4 separate regions of the Mus musculus genome follow, and all the other regions are linked to region 4. A link is a contact called in public HiCAR-type and promoter capture Hi-C data. All regions are on one chromosome and are shown on one strand. The core of a region is the stretch at or near the end of the contact, and the rest is flanking DNA. Distances in the headings are between cores, read along the strand shown. Region 1 holds the start of Zbtb49 (zinc finger and BTB domain containing 49). Region 2 holds the start of Stx18 (syntaxin 18). Region 3 holds the start of Acox3 (acyl-Coenzyme A oxidase 3, pristanoyl). Region 4 holds the start of Man2b2 (mannosidase 2, alpha B2).

The links. Promoter capture Hi-C pulls out the DNA fragments that hold promoters and counts their contacts. HiCAR-type assays count read pairs that join an accessible place to other places.
Region 1: a promoter capture Hi-C map of liver shows a contact between it and region 4, with 4 times the contacts expected there. The contact joins the promoter of Zbtb49 here to the promoter of Man2b2 in region 4. A contact is called at or near these places in 2 of 39 promoter capture datasets (liver and pre-B cells), 1 of 484 Hi-C or Micro-C datasets (the G1E-ER4 cell line) and 2 of 115 datasets of contacts at active chromatin or transcription factors (large pre-B cells and pancreatic cancer cells).
Region 2: a HiCAR-type map of astrocytes shows a contact between it and region 4, with 2.7 times the contacts expected there. The contact joins the promoter of Stx18 here to the promoter of Man2b2 in region 4. A contact is called at or near these places in 3 of 39 promoter capture datasets (the C10 cell line, embryonic stem cells and liver), 1 of 115 datasets of contacts at active chromatin or transcription factors (astrocytes) and 1 of 9 other capture datasets (liver).
Region 3: a promoter capture Hi-C map of pre-B cells shows a contact between it and region 4, with 3 times the contacts expected there. The contact joins the promoter of Acox3 here to the promoter of Man2b2 in region 4. A contact is called at or near these places in 1 of 39 promoter capture datasets (pre-B cells) and 1 of 115 datasets of contacts at active chromatin or transcription factors (embryonic stem cells).

Annotation. Positions count from the first base shown.
Region 1 is chr5:38,218,647-38,222,098 of GRCm38.p6, reverse strand. It overlaps Zbtb49 (zinc finger and BTB domain containing 49), which reads left to right and starts at 1,645. Exons shown (of 8, transcript NM_029162.3): 1 at 1,645-1,776. It overlaps Lyar (Ly1 antibody reactive clone), which reads right to left and starts at 1,617. Exons shown (of 9, transcript NM_025281.3): 1 at 1,464-1,617.
Region 2 is chr5:38,037,174-38,040,633 of GRCm38.p6, reverse strand. Stx18 (syntaxin 18) reads right to left here and starts at 1,404. Exons shown (of 11, transcript NM_026959.3): 1 at 1,135-1,404. The coding sequence starts at 1,302.
Region 3 is chr5:35,580,973-35,584,408 of GRCm38.p6, reverse strand. Acox3 (acyl-Coenzyme A oxidase 3, pristanoyl) reads right to left here and starts at 1,375. Exons shown (of 19, transcript NM_030721.3): 1 at 1,275-1,375; 2 at 434-533. It overlaps 4931431C16Rik (RIKEN cDNA 4931431C16 gene), which reads left to right. Exons shown (of 4, transcript NR_045807.1): 4 at 835-3,182.
Region 4 is chr5:36,829,040-36,832,172 of GRCm38.p6, reverse strand. Man2b2 (mannosidase 2, alpha B2) reads left to right here and starts at 1,524. Exons shown (of 19, transcript NM_008550.2): 1 at 1,524-1,735; 2 at 2,399-2,545. The coding sequence starts at 1,598.

The sequences.
Region 1 (3,452 bases), core at 396-2,895, 1.4 Mb before region 4:
CTTACTTGCCAGCACATCTCTTGGAACCTACTTCTTCAGGATTCCAGCATATACAGAAGACCACCTAAAACACCCAGCCTTGTGGGACCGAGAAACTTCTAGATTCTTGGGCTTCCCATTCATAGCTAACATTGTTAGGTTAGTTGGATTATAGACTATAAAAGTCATTACAATAAATTCCCCTAATATGTAGATATCCCACAAGTTCTGTGATTCTAGAGAACCCCGACTAATATAGATCTCTTAGATTCTGGGTGCTGAGAACTGAACTCAGGTCCCCTGGAAGAACAGCAAATACTCTTAATCCCTGAGCCATGCCTCCAGCCCCCTACCTTGTCTCTCTCTCTCTCTCTCTCTCTCTCTCTCTCTCTCACTGGGAGTTTATTAAGCGAGCTGGATAGAGAGCCACAGGGTTCTGTCACCACATCTTGCTTTTTAACCTGGGTTCTGGGCATGGAAATTCATGTCCTCATGCTTGTGTGTCAAGCACTTTACAGACTGGACTATCACTTGTTTAACTCATGTACACACAGAGACAATATTTGCCCTAAAACCAGGCCATCTTAAAGGCCAGGCAGGCAACTGCTCCCTTTAAACTTCAATTTCTCCCCATCTCTGAAATAGGGAGTCGGCCCACTATAACTAGGCACAAGCTCCTTCCAGAATTCCTAGAAATCACAGGTACACTAAAAGATAAAAAAACAGCACATATCTCCACCCTCTTGGGACCCCAGGGGAAGACTATGAGTGGGCCACATGTTTCCACTGAAGCTCAAAGAATCCAAGCCATGCCCCTGCTTCGGTAGAGGCAGTTCAAGTCTCCTCACCACAGCTTCATATGAATAACTTGCAGGTGTTAGGCACTACGGTAGACACTAAACTCTTGACACAATTTGAGCAGGCTTCATATCCCTGGGCTTCGCTGGGCAGAAGCTAGGCTTTCGGGCACATAGACCCCTATCATCTCTCTTACCTCTATCTCCTAGGAGGTAGCTGCTGCAGGAAAAATCCTGACACATGCTGAGCAACCACTATACGCCAAGCCTTTTACCCCTGTAAACTTCACACACACCCTAAATTAGATTCTCTGGTATCCCTTTTGGACAGACGTGGAGCTGGGCACCACTAGGTTAAGTAGCTTGTATCTAGATCGATATTTGGGGGTTCGCGGGCACTTAGGTCTTTGGTCCTCTGAGCTCCAGGAGCCATAAGGTCCTTCCTCCGGACCTAGTTCTCGAGCCTCAGAGAAAAGCCCTCTCCCCATCAGCCAGCAGGTCTATAAGCCCTGTGCGCTGAGGACTAACCGTACCATCTGGCCGGCCCCGAGTGCCGGACTAAAAACCGGGATGCAATATCTCCAGGAACTCAAAAGGCTAGGTTTTGCCCGCGAGCGAGTCCTCAAGGAAGGCAGCCATGCCACCATCGCCCTTCCTCCATGTCCCGGGGCTCCAAGCAGTTCTCACCTGTCAGCCGACCCCGCCAACGGTCTCAACCGGCCGCCGGGAGCACGTGGAGCGGCAGCCACCCAGCGTAGCACCGCCACCGGCTCGCCCAGCCACCCCGCGCAGAACTCAATCCCGGCGGCGCGCGCCAACGCGCGTGCGCGCAGAGGCCACGCCCCTCCCAGACGGAAGTGACGGCGGCGGAAGTTGCCGATGAGCTGCCGAGGGGGCGTTGTCGGAATGGTTCCGAGGCGGTTGGAGTCCTGCAGTTGACACCGAGAGTGCGACGAGAAAGGGTGTCAGGGAGGCGGCCGGGCGAGAGCGGCCTCCGCGGGTAAGGCGGCCCGGGACACTCGACTCCCGTGGGTTGGCGCGGGTAGGGTGCGCGCGGCTTACTCGCAGCGCTGTGTGATGGGGCTCGGCGGAGCACAAAGCTAAGCTCCGGGCACCGGAGCCGGGCCTCCTCCTTCCTGCAGTCACCCTTGCTGCGGTCTGCGCCGCTCTTGGTGTCTGCGTCGCCCCGAGATAGGAGAGGCGCTTATTTCCCCGGGCCCCTAAGCCGCCCCCTGCCTCACTCACCGCGTGATCCTAGGTGCCATGGTGTTCCATCTGTAGGATGCTATTACTGCAGCGCCTACTCCTCGGGACCACGGCAGGTGCTGGGCGCGCCTCTGTGGGAAAGACAGCATCTGGTATACGTTAGTGGGCACTGTTGCTTAAATGACTGAATGAACGTCCAGCAGGCTATGAACAGTATTGTGAGAAACCTCAACCCAGGCGTGGGCGTTTGTTGGTGACAGAGACGTCTCCTGTTTGCTGTGGCTCCTAAAGCAAGGGACAACAGATGAGGTGGTTCAGATGAGAGAGCTTTAGTTTCTCACACTTCTAGAGGACGGCGGGCCATGAATGTGGTGTCATCGGGTTTGCTTGCTTTAGAGGACTGTCCTGGCTTACTGGTGGTCACTCTTGCTGTATCCCCACACAGTCTTCCCTCTGTGCCATCGCAGCTCAGGCATTTCTGCCACAGAACCCATCCGAAGAGGCTCTTTTTAATTTTTAAAATACAGTTGCCTTCTTAAGGGTGTAATTGCTACAGGTATTCAAATTCTGAGGTTCTGGAGAACGCAACGGAATGCATAAAGAGCCCATTAGGTGGTATGCCCTTGTAACACCAGCACTGGGGAGGTGGCGATAGGTGGATTCCTGAAATCAGTGAGCCTCACACCTCAGTAAGAGACCCTTTCTCAAAAAAAAACAAGGTGGACGACTCCTGAGGAACAATGCCTGAGGCTGGCTTCTGGCCTCCACACATATGCACCCTTGTCTACACAAAACATGCACATATATCTGCACATACATTCAGAAAAAGGCATAAAGATAGGCACAGTAGTTAACAACGCCTAAGGACCCCTGTAAAGCTTGATATAAACAGCTTCAGGGCAAACCTCCCACAAATCATCCACCAGTGTTAACTGCCTGACAGAATTACCCCACCAAACTCTGCCGTGGGAGCCTTTTGGTTAAAATTCTGGTGTGGGCTCCTCTTCCCTTCATTTACCTCATCCAAGCTTTTCCCCACCCCCCACTTCTCCTTGCCTTTCTCACCATGGTATTTGCATTGTTTGATGTCTTTCACAGTGATCTTTCTGCTATCATATTCTTGGTTTCAATTTTAGCTTACAGAACTAGAAGGAACCGTACAGTTCTCTAGTTCCACAGGGTCGCTCTATTCTCAAACTACATGCTGAGCACCTGTGAGGCGCCAGACACTTGCAGGTGTCAGAGCTATAGCAATCAGCGAAGGAGATGTGAGCCATGTCTTTACCATGTAAAGACGGTTGCGTTTGCCGGCTAGGCTGAGCCCCCTAATAGTTCAGTCAGCTGTGAACTTGTCAGTGGTTCATCCTAGTGAGGAAAATCACGCCCTTGTGAGCCTCGCATTTGAACTCTCCTCCTGCACTGAGGACTAAGTCTTGAACTCTTATCATCTTTTTGGAAATACTTCATATC
Region 2 (3,460 bases), core at 155-2,654, 1.2 Mb before region 4:
CATTGACTTGTGCATATATATATGTGTGTGTGTGTGTGTGTGTAATATTTGAGTATTATCTAGTCTGAGGGCCCATGCCTTCAATCTCAGCACTTGGGAGACAGAAGCAGTCACCTTTCTGTAAGATCAAGGCCAGCCTTGTCTACATGGAAAGACCCTGCCTCAAAAAGAGAAATATCAAGCAATGGATTATGTGCCAAGCAGAGGTGAGTTTACTGGAAAACCAATGAAACTTAAAGTTTAGATCCCCCAGATTTGTACCTTTCAATGCTTTGGGCCATTGTGTGTGTGTGTGTGTGTGTGTCTTTAAAAAGACAGGCAGACTGTATATGACCCCCTGGTACTCCAAAAATAACATTTACCCTAGTGTCATAGACACAAAGGGATATAATGCAAACAATCTTTTTTTTTCCTGTTTAGTGGAATCAATAATTGTTCATTCGTTCAACCATTCATTCATTCAAAGAATACTTACTAAGCAATATTGTCAGTAGCACATACAGAAATACTGTCAACATGTTCCTACCCTTATGGAAAAGATTTCTATGTTGGGGACACAGAAGCCGGTTGTGTCCAGAGAACAGGAAGCAGTTTAGAGGACAGTTACAACACTAGTGTTGCTTAAGTGTTGCCGCTCTGAAGGGAAAAGCTTTTACCCTACACTGGTGATGTCCTAAACCAATCTCAGGAGGTACTGAGTCCTACCTATGCCTGGAGGCAAGGATCAAGGAGCGTTCAGCTGAGCGTGGATTTTATTAAACCCTACGAGCAAGAGGAGGTCCAAACAGATTCGTGGAAGGGCGAGGGGAGATAGTGGTGAGCTTTGCGACAGGAAGTGTCAGACTGTGGGAACTCTTGGCGAACTCACTGCCTCAGAAGGTTATAACCTGATTTCAAGGATATCCAAGCACCTCTAACTTACTTCCTTCAGTGCCCAGATATGCGTCCCTTCGTGAGAATAAACCTGTCGCCACCCTGAGCCAGCTGTTAGGTCGGTGAGACAGACTCTCTGTCTTGCTAGAGACTCCCTGTCTTCACCGAGAGCTAAAGAGATAGGCCCAGTTTGGGGTCCAGGGGCCGCGGAGCGTATGCGCCCCTAGCTCCCGCCCGCCGTTCCCATAGCAACCAGCTTACCACTTCACGGGCCCGGCTGGAGAAGTCTCCCTTGGGCCGAGGGCTTCTGCGGAACAGCTCGTCCCGGCTGCCATCGGCCCCGCCACCCACGGCCACTCCCAGAGCCTTATTCCGCGTCTTCACTGTCTTGACGCTAGCCCGGAAGAGCAGTGTGATGTCCACCGCCATAGCGACCCGCAACCCAGGGCCTGAAGCCGGCCAGGCACACGTCAGCAGCTAGCGACCCCGGCAAGAACTCGGTTGCTGAGGGACGTTCCGATTTCGCACTCCTCCGCCTGGGAACTGTGAGCATAGAAGAAAGGTTCCGCACTCCGCCCGTGTAACGCGGAGAGTGGAGAAAGGTTCCGGCTTTAACCCAGAGCCGGAATTCTCCGTTCCAGACAGCTACCCGCAGTGCATCGGCACCCCTTTCTCCTCTCTGCAAAACTCAGCGGGATCAGACGCTCGGAGATTTCCCAGTCTGGACTTCAGGAACGAAAGCATCGGGAAGCTAGAAAGATCGCTCCCCTTATGATTCTTTAGGAGACGGGCGGGCGGTTTGGTTGACAGGTGGGGAGTATCACACTTTTGACTTTTGTCATCAAGGGATCGCCTTGAGTAACAATGAACTATGACCATCTGAGTTGCAGGAGCTAGGAAAGGGTACGTGTACAGAGGTAGGGGCCAGAGACCTTTTTTCTTCAACCTTCAGCCAGTTCGGTAAAGTGAAGCCAGCGCCTTTCTTGGAATGCACAGAGAATTAAACAGAATGTGTGTATAAAACGTCCTCGTGCTGTTTAACTCTTAGTATACAGCTAGTAGATGTTGCCGTTGTTGATAATATGGTTGTCCTCAGTCGTTTTGTTTTGTTTTGTTTTGTTTTGTTTTGTTTTTCGAGACAGGGTTTCTCTGTGTAGCCTTGACTGTCCTGGAGCTCACTCAGTATACCAGGCTGGCCTCAAACTCAGAAATCCGCCTTCCCCTGCCTCCCAAGTGCTGGGATTAAAGGCACGCGCCACCATGCCCTCAGTCTTCTTACTTATAATGTAGAAGAGGCTTAGAGCAGAGATCCCTGAGCGGGGATGTGGAGAGCAGGAACTTATCAGAGCCAGACGAAAGTGAAGCATTCTGAACTTCATGATATCATGTTAGGTTCCTCCTCAATAAGCACTTTTGAAAAGCGCTCTCTTGAATCATAGTTATCAAAGAGAAAGAATGAAATGGAGAACAGAGTTACGTAATTTGACTAAAGTCAGCTAGTAAAATTTTTCTGAGCACTTGGTTCATGGTTCATTTTATTTTTGTGTGCACCTTTCATTAAAAATACAATTATGCCACTTTCTCTCCTTCCCTTTTCTCCCTCCAGCCTCCTCAAGTCCTCTCCCTCCAATTTCTTCCATGTCTCCCAACTCAATCTCAAGTTGATAGCTTCTTCTTCTTTAATTATTATTGTTGCATATATGTGTAAGTATCCATGGATATGCCAGCACAATCTGCTGAAACTGTTGTTATTGTGTATGTGTCTATGGCTTCAGGGATAATCACGTTGTATTGGACAACCAATTAGAGGGTTCTTCCATGGGATAGGCTAACTTCCCTCTCTCAGCAGCCATAGTTGCCTGTAGTTTCTTGTCCAGGAGTGTGACCCCCATGGTTTAGTTTTAGTTCAATATCAATTTCTCTGGGTTTTGTTTTCCTTATAAAAGGAAGCACACTAAGATGTGTGCTAAAATTAGGCTTTTAACAGTCATCAAGATGAAAAGCTAGTTTCATAATAATCCTAGGATCACATTTGCCTTTACACTTGCATGTTCTAATCAGCTGTATGGTTGAGTTTTCCAAGAGACACTGATCTTACAATAAGCTAATTGCAGAGCAGCTGTCTTCCATTAAGCCAGACTTAAAAGAGAATTGCAAAGATGCAAGTGCCAGTTCTTCTTACCGAGTCTTTTATTGTTTTGAAAACTATTTTCCCTATGAAGATGTTTATGTTAATATTTAATAGATGTACTCTGATTACTTTAGGCAGATAAATATTTCTAAGCTTCTCATTTTATTTCTAATATAGTAACTATCAATAGATAAAATCCAAGCAAGCAACAATTGTTTAAGGACCTACATAATTTTGTAGGAATGTAAAAATTTTCTGATGTTTGAGAACCACAGTATTAAAGGCATATTTAAAAGAAATACATGTCAAGGAAATATTCATGTAACAGAAAAGAAGTAAATGATTTGACATCCAGAGTATAACATTTCATCATTCCTGAAGAACACAGTCCATACAACTGGAGTAGAGAAGGAAGAGAGGGAGAGGGAGAGGGAGAGAGAGGGAGAGGGAGAGAGA
Region 3 (3,436 bases), core at 126-2,625, 1.2 Mb after region 4:
TTTTTTTTTTTTTTTTTCCTGAGACAGGGTTTCTCTGTATAGCCCTGGCTGTCTTAGAACTCACTTTGTAGACCAGGCTGGCCTCAAACTCAGAAATCCACCTGCCTCTGCCTCCCAAGTGGTCACTCACTTCTTAATTAGCATGCCACAATAGTTCAATGAGAAGGAACCATTTTTGTGACAACTGTGGAGAGGACAAAGTTCTCATACTCAAAAATCACCTGCCCTGGCACAGATTCATAGGTAATGAGAAAGTGAATTTCTTCTTAATTAAAAACATCGATGGCAAAGGAGCAAGGTGCTTTGGTCTAGATCCCAAAGATCCCAAGCCACATGAGGCTACCAACACAGCCACACTGGTGCAGATCAAACAAACAAAGCCCACAGAGCCAAGCTGCCTCAATAATACAGTTTACCAATTCTGTGAACTTACCGACCTGCTTTGTCCCCGTTTCTCAGAAGCAACGATAACTCTGCACACGGGGCAGTGTCTGCCACGTTCCTGGGACTCAAATCAGGCACTTGTGATGTTCCTGAGGTAAATGACAGTTTCATTATCACTGTTCTGACACAACTTTCCTCCAGTCCTTTAGTCTATTCAAAATAAAAAATTATGAGGCCCTAGTTTTGGTCTGAAGTCCTATATGGATGTCCCCTACAGACCAGACCCAACCAACATAGAGTCATTAACATCACACATTGTGTTATCAGACTGAAACTTTCAGGACACCTGGGAGATTGGTACCACCTGACCTTACGGTAAGGATTTCCTTCCTGCTTCAGTCTTACAACAAAGTAGCAGATGACCTGACCTTGTTTCTGTTCCTCTTCTAGGTCCCGCTTTTAAGAGTCAGTGTTATGTTGGCATAATGGACTGACCCATGATGCCAAGACTGAGTCAGGAGGATAGCGTTCGAGGGCAGCCGGATCAACTGAGACTCAAACGGAGAACTAAGGTTTCAGGTGTAGATCAGCGGTAGCGCACTTCCTTAAGAATTCGCTAAGTCCACAATGCACTTGAGAAGTATAAATAGTGTCCTGCCCGGGCACAGTAGGGAGCAGTCCTCAGACACTACAAATTCAACTTACAAGCTAACTTTGTTCTGTCTTGGGATACCTCCCGGCCGCCGAGCAGATTGTAAAAAGCTGCGGTCAGTTCGTTCTCCCGCTAGCGAGTATGATGTCAGGCAGAGTGCAAACGCCAGCAGTCACCCCAGCCTGAGCTCCTGCAAACCCTTCCTGTCTGGAATCTCCCGGGCCCGGCACGTCCTCACCTCCCGGATCCAGCTTGGGATTCGTGGTCCTAGTCAACCCGGCGTCTGGAGGACACTATTTATCAGGAATATCCTGACTTCTGAGGGCGGAGCAAGCTGGTGGTGCCGCCCCGCCCCACCCCGCCCCATCCCGGACATCATCCCTCCCTTGACTGGGGTTGCTGCCGGCTGAAGCCTTGCGTCATCATTCTGAGCCGCCCCGTCGCCAGGGAAACGCGGACGCTTCCGAGAGCTCAGCTCAAATGCGGTTCCGGGTTTAGAGTTTAAAGGATTTCATTCCGGTTGCCTTCTCCCGGGTTAGATGCTTCGGGCTTATTCAGAAACCGCCTTCGGTCAGAGCTGTCGTGTTTAGGTCCAGGCCTCTCGTGGCTCTGGGAGCACTTCCAGGAGAGTTGGACCGCGGATCCATTAAGATGCACTTTACTCAGAATTGCTCCTAATTTTCCAGATGGCTTCCTTGCTAGGCACTCCTAAATAGTGCTCGAGTTGGCAGATTCCCAAAGTCACTACAGAACTGCTCAGCGCACCCCTGGCTAGGAGTTTCTGAGCAAATATCTGCTTGTCCAGCCAGGACTTTCATCATTGTGGTACAGCTGAGAGGAAATGTGTGCCTGCATGGGTACAGCTGATACCTTTGAAAAGGACTAAAATGATGGATAATGGAGTTAGGGCCAGAGAAAGATGCTGAATTCCGTTTCAGAGACAGACTTAAGGCATTGGGATCAGACACAAGTGGACTCTGCCGCTGCCAGCTAAGGCTGGGAGCTGCTTGCCTTACTGCATAACTACTTTGTCCGCAGCAATTACTGCATTTATGGCTCTGACTCAGAACACACTTGCAGTCACAGGTGTCAGTGGGGCTTTCCTATTGGAAAGTAGGGAGTCCTGCACATGGGTCATGAACTCATAATGGAGAGGACTGACTCCAGAAAGAGGTCCTTCAATCTCCAGGAACATTCCCTGGTACATTAGTGCCTGCACACACTATACAATTATTATTATTATTACTAATAATAGTACTAATAATTATTAATAATAATAATAGCAAAGGGAAATGACTGAAGGGAGGGCAGCCTAAGGAATATGATTGCTCCCACCATAAACAGTCACCAAATAAACTCAGATAAACCAAGAACAAATGCATCCTTCTCACCTGGGGTGCAGTTGTCACAGGGCCTCCCACCACCAAGCAGGGGAACCTGGCAGCAAAGGCAGAAGACAGCAGCCACCAACCCTGGATGCCTTGCTCTAGTCTAGCCTAGAAGTTTCCGGAAACAGAGAAGCACTCCTACCCAGTCACCTTCATAGTGCCTGAACAGCTGGTAAGATTGTCTTCTGCCTTTCTGAAGAGTCTGAATGGGCAGTCAGTCTCCACCGGCATTTACAACCTGAACTCTGTCATTGCAAGGAGTCCTTGAGTTCACAGGGCTGCTCAGAATGGCCTGCAAGCATGCATGCTATTGTTTTTCCAAAGCCAGAGAGAAACAAGGTTTCCTCATTACAGAATTCACTCACTACAGAATTCATATGTATCTCACAAGTTCTGTCCAAGCACAGCTAATAAGTCAGATTCCTGTGTTAACATGAGGAAAACATTGCTTCCTTGGGAATTATCAGTTTAGATGAACTGTGGGGAGATTGACTCCCTAAAATTAAGGTTTTCCTCAGCAACAATGGCATTGTTATCTGGGCTATGTGATGGCTCATAGGCATAGGAGCAGAACAGGGGTATAAGGATTGTTCTATGGGCTCTTTGGGAAAGTGGGTTCTTACCCCCAAGGACAGACAAAATGGGTGGTGTCCCTCTGAGGCTGGTAGCAGTTGTTGGGTCAGCGTCCTTGGGGAAGGATATTTGTGCCGTGCTGTGATTTTGTTAAGAGGCAAACATTACCTAGATTCATGCCCAGGTCTCCTGACTCTGTTTTGTTGGGAGTTTGTTGACATAAATTAACTCCATTTGATTCTCATTCCATCTCCTTCCAGGAGTAAGGACTAGAGGAGACATTGTCAAGCAGTTGTGAGGGCAGGAGGAAGGGTCAGAGGTACTGGTGAGCTGGGGCCCCAAGACAATGGCTGTGGCCATGGAGCCGGATGGGTGGGAAGAGAACCATTGACTGGCAGTTCCATGGAGGATAAGTGTCGTGTCTCAGTAGCTAAGCATG
Region 4 (3,133 bases), core at 275-2,774:
AGGCCCCTGGAGCGACTGTCTGGTCAACTTAGCCAATCAGAGAACTCCAGGTCCAGTGAGACATGGTATTTCAAAACACAAGGTACAGCGTGATATAGGAAGATACTCAGCATCAACCTCTGACTTCCACACACATGCACACAGCATGTACATACACCACACAAAAAATAAAACACGGTACAACATTCTAGCTTACGACAATCCAAACATACACTAATGTGATGCTCATATGTTGAGAAATTATGGAAGGAAAATATTAAATATTTGTTTTTGAGAGTAAACCATTGTTTCTGTAACAGCATAGATGTTGTCTATTTGCTGAAAAACAACGCAATTCACAGCATATCTGAACCAAAATGTTCTGGGTGGTGTTTGCTGCATAGAGTGTCAGCCTTCACAGTGCAAAGCGCTAGTGCCATGTGTTCAGATCCAAGGTGGCAGTGACATCATCTGAAGTACCATGAGTGAGCACCGCCAGAAATACCTCCGATTCTTTAGGTTTGAGTGTGTTACTAGACATTCGAAAACTTTACCGTTGCCAAAATTTTTGCAGCCCCACATATGTGGTCACAACACACATAATTTAAGAAGCTATGATTGGGCTGGAGAGATGGCATAGCAGTTGACAGCGCTGGTTGCTCTTCTAGTGGACCCAGGTCCCATCCATAGAACCCTTGTGGTGGTCCACATCCCATTGGCTAACATTTGTCATGCAAAGGAGGCTGGGAAATGTAGTCCACCTGAGTCCTAAAGCGGTGGCCGCACAAGTTGGTAAATGGCTGCCCACTTCTTCATGGAAAGGTCTGACCTCTTGTGGAATCTAGAGGTCTCAGGTCCGTGGACAGGATAGAGAGGGATCTGAGCTTGCTCAAAGAACAGCTTGGGTTTTGGTCGCATTTGCTGAAGGGCAAGTGACAAAACAGGCTAGTCAGAGTCACACCTCTGGCCCCACCACAGCCCAGAAAACCCCAAACTATAGACCACCTGCTGGCCACGGAGGAGCTACAGAGGTGATTCAGGGAACTGCTCTCTTACCAATTGTAAAGTCACCAGTTTTAATTGGCTGAGAGATGGGGACTTCATTCATTTAGATCCCATGTCCCTAGCAACTCATGCCTCCTCTATTATCACATCCCATTTTATGGGGATCAAAGAGATTAAACATCTGCCCCAGCTCACCATCCAAGACCCCAGATTTGATTCTGAACCTACCAACCCTGACCCTTTCGTCGCTGTGTCTGTAAAAAGCCAGTTTCGCTTCCTTAAAATGAACTAAAAAATTTCAAGTCAAGCCACCCTGAGGCTAGAGGTCTGCGTCGGAGAGCGTGTTATCCTGGAAGGTTTCCCTCTGTGTAGACAACAGCGGTCTCCAAGTCTGGAGGTAGTGGCCTTGAGCTGCAAGACCACCATATAGGGACGAAAGCTGCAATACACACTCTAGCCGACAAGGGGCGCCGTACCACACAAAGCTCGTGCCCTGCCCGTGGCTGGCAGCGCTCGCGCATTCCTGCCGACAGGCGGCGCCGCGGGTCCCGGACCCGGAAGTGGACCGCTCTACCCAGGACCCGCTGCCCTGGCAGCGTCCCACTGCCCAGCAATGGGGCCGCTGCGCTGGCTGCCGCTACTCGGCCAGCTGTTGCTGTTGTGGCCGCGGGCAGCTCAGCCCGCCGGCCCGATCCGGGCCTTCGTGGTGCCCCACAGTCACATGGACGTGGGCTGGGTCTTCACGGTCCAGGTAAGTTGGAGCGTTCCTGAGCTCCTTGCACAGTAACTGCCTCCTGCGGAGTGCACCCGACCCAGCCGGGAAGAGAGGCGACCTGGGCTGCAGCACCCCACCCCACCCCCCAGCCTGATCCCCTGCAGTCTGAGCCTCAGCCTCGGGCTGGCCACTTCCTGCCTCGGAGTCCTGATGGCATCTATCTTATTAGACGGTCCCTGCAAAAGTTAAGGCAGAGGAGTGTGTCCCCAAAGTGTGGATTGACAGGTAGCCAGTCTCAGGAATAAGCCTGGAGTACCTTGGGTGGGGTAGGTTTCCAAGCAGGTGGATGTCAGCTGACTACAGGCAACTGGGCTGGCCCTCTGTGGTGCTGACATGAGGGCTAGCCAGTTCAGCTTCCTCTTCACACTCCTACCCAGCCAGATAAGCTTGGTATGGGGCCTGTAACCTCGAGGTTCTTTCTGTTCAAGACCTTGGACAGAGCGGGCAGGGAGAGGCTTTCTGTCCACTGGCTCAGGTTCCTTGTCTATAAAGAGAAAGTGGTGATTCCTGCCACATACCCCTAGGTCTGAGTACACTGGAGGTGTTAGGCACCAGGGTACTTGGTCTCTTGTACTTCTCTTTGGTCCTTTGGACTCATCACCACCCTTGGGGCTGTTGTGATGGCTTCTGCCTCCCCAGGAAAGCATGAGAGCCTATGCAGCCAATGTCTACACTACCGTGGTGGCGGAACTGGTCCGCGGAGGGCAGCGGCGCTTCATCGCCGTGGAGCAGGAGTTCTTCCGGCTGTGGTGGGACGGTGTGGCCTCTGAGCAGCAGAAACAGCAGGTAAGGTGGGGACAGGAGTGTCAGGACATGGGTCCCTAAGGTATCCGAAGTGTGAGAGGAAAGTTCCAGGAGGAGACTAGATAGGGAGTTCCAGATGTGCTCAGGAACATGCTAGCTGTAAAGACAAAACAACAACAACAACAAAAACTAGGCTTGTGGTCAGGGCCACTGCCCATAGACAGGGTGACGTCATCTTTCTGTCTGTTCTTGGTAGGGGACCGGACATACCCCTAAGCTAGGCTAGCATTTCTCCCAAAAGGCAACAGGAATTGGTGCTTAATCAACACCCAGGTGAACTTTGTCCCCTCCCCTATCTGCACACACTGACTCTCCCCTGCCCCTGGCTGGCCGTGTTTGGAACCCCTGTGGCTCTGTGACAGCTTAGTGTCACACAGTACAGAGAATGTGGGCAGGCTGGTGCCTGATCCTGCCACTGGCATCTGTAAGCATGGCTTTCTCTTCTATAAGACAAGATAGCCTGCTCCCCGCCCTCAGACAGCTCATGCCAAGGATTCTGAAGAGACACTTGGGGCTTGCCATTGGCATGTACCAGCTCTGGGGGATTGTTGCATAGACTTACAGGTATAG